2 separate regions of the Mus musculus genome follow, and region 1 is linked to region 2. The links are chromatin contacts, called in public HiCAR-type maps. All regions are on one chromosome and are shown on one strand. The core of a region is the stretch at or near the end of the contact, and the rest is flanking DNA. Distances in the headings are between cores, read along the strand shown. Region 1 holds the start of Galnt14 (polypeptide N-acetylgalactosaminyltransferase 14). Region 2 overlaps Galnt14 (polypeptide N-acetylgalactosaminyltransferase 14).

Region 1 (4,178 bases), core at 1,631-4,130, 71 kb before region 2:
ACAGAACTTCACAACGACAGTAGTGGCCACAGAGAGTCCAAATTTGGGGATAAAGAAAGGCTAGACCCTTAAATGCTTCAGCCCAGGGTTGGGGGTTGGGGGGGTTCTCTGTAAGAATGTCACACTACACAGGGGCAAATTGGACCTCAGAGATACGAACGGGCTGAAGAATTGTGACCAGGAGGTAGGCTCTATTTAGGTGGAATGAGACTCCTAATTCAGAGCAGATTTTTATTTTGTTTTGTTTTCTTACAAAATTGCTCAGAGATTTTTCTCCCTATCTTGGTTGTGATGAGAAAGAAGTAGTTTGGGTTAGTCACCAATGATATAGCTCATCTACCCTGTGGGGTCACCAGGGCTCTGTGCTGTTTAGGCTGATGTGTGTGTATGTGTGTGTTTTCTTGTGTGAGTGTATGTGCACAGGCATGTGAAGACCATAGGATAACCTTGGGTGCTTTTCTTCAGTATCATCCATCTTGTGTTTTTGAGACACAGTCTTTCACTGGCCTGGAATTTCTCAAGCAGACTAGGATAGCTGGCCAGTGAACTTGTATTGACTTACCCGTCTCTGCCTCCTCAGCGGTGGGTGTACAAGAATTCAGTTTCTTTCTTTAAGTGAGTCTAGGAATTAGACTCAGAACCTTGTGCTTGCAAAGCAACCACTGTACAGACTGAGTCATTGCCATGCCCCTAACTCCGTTATTAAAAGAACTTTGACTATCTGCCCAAGCTTGGAGAACTCTAAGATACACTGGAGTGAGACCTACCATGCTGGGACCTGCCTGGAGATTTTTTTTCTGGCTTCCAAAACTTAGAAGACTCACCTGTAGTGTCCTCCCATTTGTAATGGCACTTACTGGCCTAAAAGCCTAGACCAACATATTCTATAGTTGGGTCGGTTAATTGCACTTAGCAAAATCGGAGCCTTTAGAAATCTTTCAAGGCCCAGGGACTCTTCCCCATGTGAGAGGAGGACAAAATAGTGATTCAAGAGCAAGAGCTTTAGAAGAATATCTTTGTTCTTCCCAGTGTTACGTACTCTCCCGCGGAGCTGTTTCACCCCAGGGCCTTGGTTTCCCCGTATGCCAGTCTGAGTGAAGCAGGCGTGTGAGGCTGCACCATCTCAGGAGCTTGGCGGTGGTGTTGTGTAACTGTCTGCCATCTGTTACTCAGAAACAGCCCCACAAAGCGCTGAGCAATGGACTCCGCTGCTGCAGCTCCTGCCTGGCGCTCATCAGCGAGTCTACAGCTTGCTCGGGAGGTTCTCGGCAGAGCTGACACAGAACACTTTGCAGGCCCAGGACTGGGACTCTAGGGTGAGGCTCTTGGAAGAGATCCAGAGAGCTCAGAAAGCTGCGGGAGTAGGTGCTCTTGCCACTCGCCAATGCTCCTTGGACAGTTATTCACCGAGGCCTTTGCCTGCTTAAACAACATCTGGAGAGAGTGGACCCAACCTTTCAGAGGCTACGGGTCCAATAGAGACAAGTGTGAGATGCCAGCAGGGCTCTGGGGGCTGACAAGCCTTTTCTGGCTGATTGATTTCCAACCTCAAATTTCTTACCTACATCTCCGCTCCAGAGCCTTTGCCTTATGGCCGAAAGACAAGGTATCAAACACCGGAGCTGTTGGGGGGTGGGGGACACCTCTGTTTCTGAGCAAGTGTCTGGAGGGCTCCATGGCACTGGAGGAGGAATTCTGGAGAACTGACTGGTACCTTTCTCACCTGCAGTCGAGTGTGGGTGCTACCCCTATACTAAGCTCCAGTCTGTGAGTGAAGACAGCAGGGAGCATGCCGCTGGGCCACTCGGTGTCATTCTCACTTGGAGAAACTTGGAGCATCCCTGTAACTAAAACAAGGACTCCAGTGGCCAGGGCTCTGCAGACTTCGCAAAAACTTCCACCTTTTCTCTCTGAACTCTGAGGTAACGCAGCATTCACATCTGAAGATGAGGCACAGTCTTAAGACTTAAGGAAGGGAGAGGCTGACGCTGTGATTTGCCCTGTTGGTTGGGTAGGCTAGGCTAGAAACCACACCTCCCTATTCTAGAGATATGGTTAGAAATTCATCCAGCCCACCTGAGGCCTGTATGGAAACTGGAGTCAGAACTGTTCCTGTCTCTAAATCCAAGTGACTTTAGTCTGTAGCTGGAAGATGTATTCCTTAAAGGCAACTGGGAAAGGGATTTGGGGAGCTACTCCCACACACCCCAGGGCCACCTTTCACAAAACTTCCGGTGGTTGTGCTAACATTAGACCCTTTTTTTCTGGCAAGCCCCAGAAAAAGGGCTTATTTTTACAAGGAGAAAAAAAAAATCCTCAGGGATTTACTTTTGCCTTAATTTTTAAAAGGACATCTTTCGAGTTAAATTTAGACCAGCTCAGTTTTCCATTAAGAGAAAGTTGCCAGGCACCTACCTGCTCAAAGGCAAAGAATACCCTGGGGAGATGGCTGAACTCGACCTTGGCCCTGAAATGGTCAAGTCTGAACTTGAGACAACATCTGGGTCAACCAACCCTACTATCCCAGTGATGGCTCCCGGCTAGCGAACCCTCCTGTGAGCACCATGTGCAGAGCCCCGCAGCAAACAGAAACTCCTCCCCGGTAGTGCCTCACCTGGCGCGGGCTAGTCCTTAAGTATCAGCTTGCTTGATACAAGTCAGTATCCTATAACCGGTCCCCGCCCAACCCCTCCCAGCACAACCCTAGCCCAGGATGGTCCCAGAGCTGCATCCAAGGTCCCTCAACCGCAGGGTGCTCCACGGTCGGCGGGAGGCGGTAGCGCCCCCGCTCAGAGCCCGGTTCGCTCCCGCCCCGCTCTCCCTCGGAGTCAGTCTGTCTGTCGGGCCCGCCCTCCCTCCGCGCTCCCTCCTCCTCGTGCTCCTCCGGGGGTGCCGGGCACAGCCTCGGATTCCACCTTCCCGGCTGCTCGAGTCAGTTTCCCTCGCGGCAGCAGCGGGCAAAGGCAGCCGCGGCGCACAGCAGCATCGCAGCGGCCGCCGCGGCTCTCCGTTTGGAGCGGGCGCCGGGCTGAGCTGCCCCTCGTCCCTGCCCGGCCGCGTCTCTAGTCTCCGGCGCCCCTCGCCGCTCCGTTCCCGGCTGTGGCTTCTCTCCGAAGCGGGCGGGGCAGGATCCCGCCATCCAACATCGGGATCCCAGGAGCAGCGTTTCTCCTAGAGCGAGGCGCTCGGCAGACTCGTGCCCCGCCACCCCTGACCGCCGGGGGGTGCCCCAGGGACGCGTCGCCACCAAGAGAAGCAGGCAGAGGGGACCATGCGGCGGCTGACTCGCCGCTTGGCGCTGCCCATCTTTGGGGTGCTCTGGATCACCGTACTGCTGTTCTTCTGGGTCACCAAGAGGAAGTTGGAGGTGCCGCTGGGACCCGAAGTGCAGACCCCCAAGGTATGCCGTTTCGTGGCGCACAGGGCACAGGGCACCGGGCACTGGCAGGTGGAAGGGTGCGTGGTCCACGCACTGGGATTGAGGGTTCAAATGCAGGGGTGTCGAGGTGCTGCGATGGGGAACAGGCGCGGGATGCGGCCATGGGGAGGTGCTTGTGGAATTTAAGAAGCTTGGGGCGTCTCCATATCTTTGGCGTGTGTAAGTGGCAGTGGGCGTGGGTGGTGGGCGCGCGCTCGCAGACAGAGCCGGGCTCCCAACTTAACTAGCAGTCCGGTGGCCAAGGGGGCGCTGCGGACTAGCTACTTTGGGACTGGCGGTCGGTGGGTGCCGCTGGAGGGTCACTGGAGGTTGCTGGGTGAGCGATGCTGGCACCCATGAGAAGTCTGGTGGATTTGCGGACTCCTTCCCTTTGCTGCCAGGCCCCAGAGGAGGAGACGATGACCCGGGTGCTGTGCGCACGTGAACAGCACTAGCGACCCCCCTGGAGGCCTCCCAGCCTTCCCTACCCACCTGGCCTGGCCTGGTGCCACCGGCTCTGTGAACTGTTCCCCAGTTCATTTGCTGCGTTGGAAGTTGAATGCGCTCAGGACAGCACGGAGGAGCCCATAAGAACAGAAACCTTCCTACTGGCAGGGAGTTGTGGAAATGGGAATCCAAGTGGCTTTCCCAACTCTTGTCCAGTCGGTGCAGCCCAGAGGAGTGGAAGGTTCCCCCTACTGGCTCTCTCTTGAGATTCAGAGCCCCTGTCTTTCTTTTCCACAGCCTTGACCAGGGGAAA
Region 2 (4,228 bases), core at 505-3,004:
ACAAGTGTCAGGGCCAGTTCTCCCGTGCTCACACCCTCCTAACCATCTTGCCAGTGACCTACCACTAGGGTCAGTTTTACTGTGCTTCCCAGGTGAGATATAGGACCCATTCTCTCGAGTGCTGCAGTTGGCGAGGGGCAGGGGCAGCTCTCCTGCTCTCATGACAACCATGATGCCCAGGTGAAGGGGTGGGCCATTTCTGCACAGCTCTCAGACATCAACATGGTCCCAGGTTGCAACCCAGACCAAAGATGTATGCCTGGTCTTTGGTGGTAACAGACACCTGTGGCTGCAGGACCATAGACCCTGACATTGCCCTCCATGGCACAGACCAAGACCTTAGGCGACATCACTGAATCCTCACATCAGGTCGTCCTTACTACCTTGCAGTCTCCGGATCATCTTTTCTTCATTGTGCCCACTTCCTTCCACTTCTCTTCAACTTCTATTTCTCCACCAGTTTCTTGCTCATCCGAGTGGTTTCTAGGGACACTGGGTGTCTGGGATCATCTCAGGAGTGCTCTCCGGAGTTCTGTGCCCTACCTGTGTCATCTGGCACCGTGCAAGGGTCGTCTCTGGTGTGGTCTGCCCACCTGGGCCTCCATGGTGCTCCGCTAGGGGTGATCTTGGGCTCCAGGGAGAAGTCTCCTCTCAGGCTTGCTTCCGGCCTTGGGGCTGTGTGGCACCAGGTGGGGGCAACTGTATTCTTAATGGGGCAGAAAACTAGACTTCCAAGGTAAAGAAATAGATGAAGGAATATTCTAGGTAGGATGAATACCTGACAGAGTCAACACTGGCATGCCTGCTTATTTTCTCACTTGCACAGTGATGTGGAAACTTGGAGCTCTGAGTTTGCTGGGGCAATGTAGCTGAGACTGGGCAGAGTCTGAGGCCCAAGTTAAAAGGCCAGTGTATGGAGTGGAGAGTTTGTTTCCAGAAGGGGAGACTGATAGTCATCGTTTCATATTAGGAAAGCCACCACAATGACATTTTAGACCATTCAGATTGGAGGGAGGATTTCACTTAACCTGAGAAGGGGTGGCGGGGGTGGGGGGAGGTCAGAGGTATTTGTAAGTAAGGTCTATAAGCCTATCAATGAACATAATGATTGAGAGATATCAGGAAGGGTCTACATTTCAGATTGAGCTGAGAAACTTGCTATTAAAATTGGGTTAGGTGAGAAAGAACACCTTTGGCCTGAGACACAGCAGGAAGGTTACAGGGGGGTATGGAGCTTATGTCGTCTGGGACACCCAGATCAAGCATCTGGAAGTGAGTTGAGCTGGCTAAGGTTGAACATTGACTGCTTGGGTATGGATGAGCAATCAGGACTGGCTTGACTGTTGGAGCAGGGCATGGGGTGGGACTCACAAGTCATTCCAAAAAAGGAAAGGGCTAGGGAGCTCAGAGGGGACGCAGAAGGAAAAGCCTCCCGGAAGAAAGTGCTCTTCTCCAAGCAGCCTCCTCAGTCCCAAGGCCACAGGATGGATCACACTGCCACAACCCCAGGTGGAGAAATGTAGGTGTTGGGTGGATGGATAGAAAGACGCGGGGGCCACAATACAGAGCCAGGTGGTTCTACAAATTGGCTGTCTCCAGGGCTGGCTCAGGCTTCCCTTGGAGAGAGGTGACCTGCTGGGCCCCAAGCACTGGAACTAATCAGGAGAGCTGTTTAGCTTAAACACATCACCCCAGCTGTGCCGAGCCTGGGCCCCGGGTGTCATGTTGACAGCAGCCAGCCCATTAAAGGTGCAGCTAGGCTGGCAAGGCACAGTTCTGAGGAGCTGCCATTAGCAGCATTTAATAGCAGGACTGTAGTTAATGGTTAGCAAATGTTTTATGAACAGGTTCCCTGTACTCTGTGAAGCCTGATTCAATTTATTCAGAATGGATTTGCTTTCCCCTTATTCACACACCAGTGTATATCATCTCTTTTACTTGACAGAAGGGCCTTCTTTCTGATAGGAGTGGGGTCTGTGTCATTTCTGACAGGAACAGGCCCTATGTTATCCCTGATAGGGGTGGGTCCTATATTATGCTGGTCCTCTTTAAGTTAATCATTGGTGGTAGGCCTATGTGCACGTCTGGGACTAAGTGGATATTTGGCAGAGCCAAACACTGGGATGCATTGCCTTTTGTTAGCAGAGAAAATTCTAGAAAGGTGGTGAGGTTTCAGAGTCTATCCAGGAAATCAGAGCCCCGCCTCCCCTCTCATCCTGGGCTAGGATGGCCTTGGTACCAGGCCTGTTCACAGTTCTGGTTTCCTCTTCATCTTTTGACAAGCTGTTTAACCTTTCTTAGGCTGGTCTCCTCACCTGTGAAGTACAGCTAATAACATCTGTCTTCTTCTAGGGGCAGAGTAGGAATTAATGACCATGAAGCATTTAAAAGGCTGTGAAAGGAGGGGCTTGGGTGTCAATAGTAAGCATTTAAACTGAGCCAGGAATTCTCATTGCAAGGGTAGGGGAAGGGAAACCTGGCATTGCCTTGGTAGTCTTCAGGTTGCTAGAATAGTCTCATAAATCCAATGGCTTAGAAATAGCAGGGGTATTATCATAGTTCTAAAGGCTGGGAAGTCCAAGTTCAAGGCCATTGGTATCTAGAAAGAGCACACTTCTGGATTATATACTGCATCTTCTTGCTATGTCCCAACTTGGTGGAAGGGGCAAGGGCTCCAATAGAGGGCATCTATTAAATGAGTACTGATTCATTCACGAGGACTCTGTCCCTGTGGTCTAATGACCTTCAAAAGCCTCCCACCTCCAATATCACCTTGGGGGGGGGTAGGATTACTACATGTTAATTTTGAGGGATAATACCATGTAGATCACAGTAGGCATTATTGATTGATGATATATTGCGTTTCAGAGAGCATTTATTTAGGGCAATCAACATTTGAGGCTTTGTGCATAAAATGCTGGCATTTCGGTTGAGAGTAGCAACATGTTGTGTTTTCTAGTTTAAATCCATGGAAATTGAATGGTGGTTTTGTTTGTTTTACCGTGTACATGTTTCTCTAAGGGCACACAGTAGAAGGCGCACGCGTGCGTGTGTGTATGTGTGTGTGTGATAGAGGCCAGTAATCAGTGTAAGGTGTCTTTCACAGTTGATCTCCACCCTATTTTTAAAGAAAGAAAGTTGAACTCCACCTGAAGTTCGTGGATTTGGCAAGACTGACTGGCCAGACAGACAGACCGAAGGATCAACATCCTCATCTGCATCCCTTGCTGAGATCACAGGCTCATGCTGCCAGGCCCAGCTTCTGTGTGACTGTGGGGACCCTGAACTCAGGTCCCCACACTTGCTTGGCAGGCACTTTACTCCAGGAGGCAGCCATCTCTTCAGTTCCCTATCTCTGCATTTTAAACAGAAACCATGAACATTAAATCACGTGACAAAGCCGCATCTACCTGGTTACCAGGAGTCATGTGGCTGTATCTTTTCAATGCCACTTCTAGTTCTCCGTGGCAGGACTTATTTTTCTAGCTCCCAAATGTGGTGTCTTTGTTAGAGCATTTGTATCTTTTATCACAGGTCTTTTGTTGGGGAATAATTTGAGTCACTGCATAGAGAATTTGAGAAGGGTGCCTAGTTATGGCACTCAGCAGTGTATGACTTTCAATAAATCTCTTAATATCTGGAAACCATTTTCTATAAAAAAATTAAGCTATGTAATAAGGCCTACTTCAAAATGCTGTGCTGGGCCAATGTGAAATTGGATCTAAAAACTGGGCACATGTCAGGTTCATTGCCAAGATGGGGAAGGAAGTGGATGCAGAGGGAACCTACAAACCTCACTCTTTCCTCTGTGTCAGCTCTCCCACCTTTCCTTTGTTAAGAATGGCCTGCTGCCTGGAAAACATACCTAAGGGCTAGAGACCTCTGAGTCCTCCATGAACCCAGAAGATGTCCTCTTGATTCTGGTCAAGAACAAGGTACAGTTACTTGTTCTCAATACCCAGAGTCAACCTGATGCTCTATCGTAACAGCAGACTCACCAAGAACTCATCTGTGACCCAGACACCCTGCTCAACCCCTTCCTGAATTATTGCTATGCCCAATGCTCAATGCTCCCATCAGTGCCTCCCACTGACTAAACCTCATCCTAAACCAAAGTACAGATGCCCCTGGGGTGGGCTTGTAAGGGTCAGCACCCAGAGGACAAAGACAGAACTGTGTCCCTAAGGTGGGAGAGGGGTGAACAGGACCCAACAAGTATGCAAGCTAG

What was found. HiCAR-type assays count read pairs that join an accessible place to other places.
Region 1: a HiCAR-type map of kidney shows a contact between it and region 2, with 2.5 times the contacts expected there. The contact joins the promoter of Galnt14 here to the enhancer-like site in region 2. A contact is called at or near these places in 3 of 39 promoter capture datasets (the C10 cell line and hippocampal neurons), 6 of 484 Hi-C or Micro-C datasets (the C10 cell line, CD4 T cells, the Patski cell line and 2 more), 2 of 115 datasets of contacts at active chromatin or transcription factors (differentiating embryonic stem cells and kidney) and 3 of 9 other capture datasets (adipose tissue, liver and pancreatic islet).

What each region holds. Positions count from the first base shown.
Region 1 is chr17:73,709,153-73,713,330 of GRCm38.p6, reverse strand. It overlaps Galnt14 (polypeptide N-acetylgalactosaminyltransferase 14), which reads left to right and starts at 2,880. Exons shown (of 15, transcript NM_027864.2): 1 at 2,880-3,400. The coding sequence starts at 3,272.
Region 2 is chr17:73,637,402-73,641,629 of GRCm38.p6, reverse strand. The region is part of intron 1 of Galnt14 (polypeptide N-acetylgalactosaminyltransferase 14); the gene reads left to right. Among named protein-coding and RNA genes, the nearest start is that of Gm46602, 28 kb to the left of the region's middle. Within about 2 kb of position 1,754, at least 27 of the 459 cell types and tissues checked have an H3K27ac peak or open chromatin away from gene starts, as enhancers often do. A contact at or near this core is called in kidney and pancreatic islet, where this site is marked.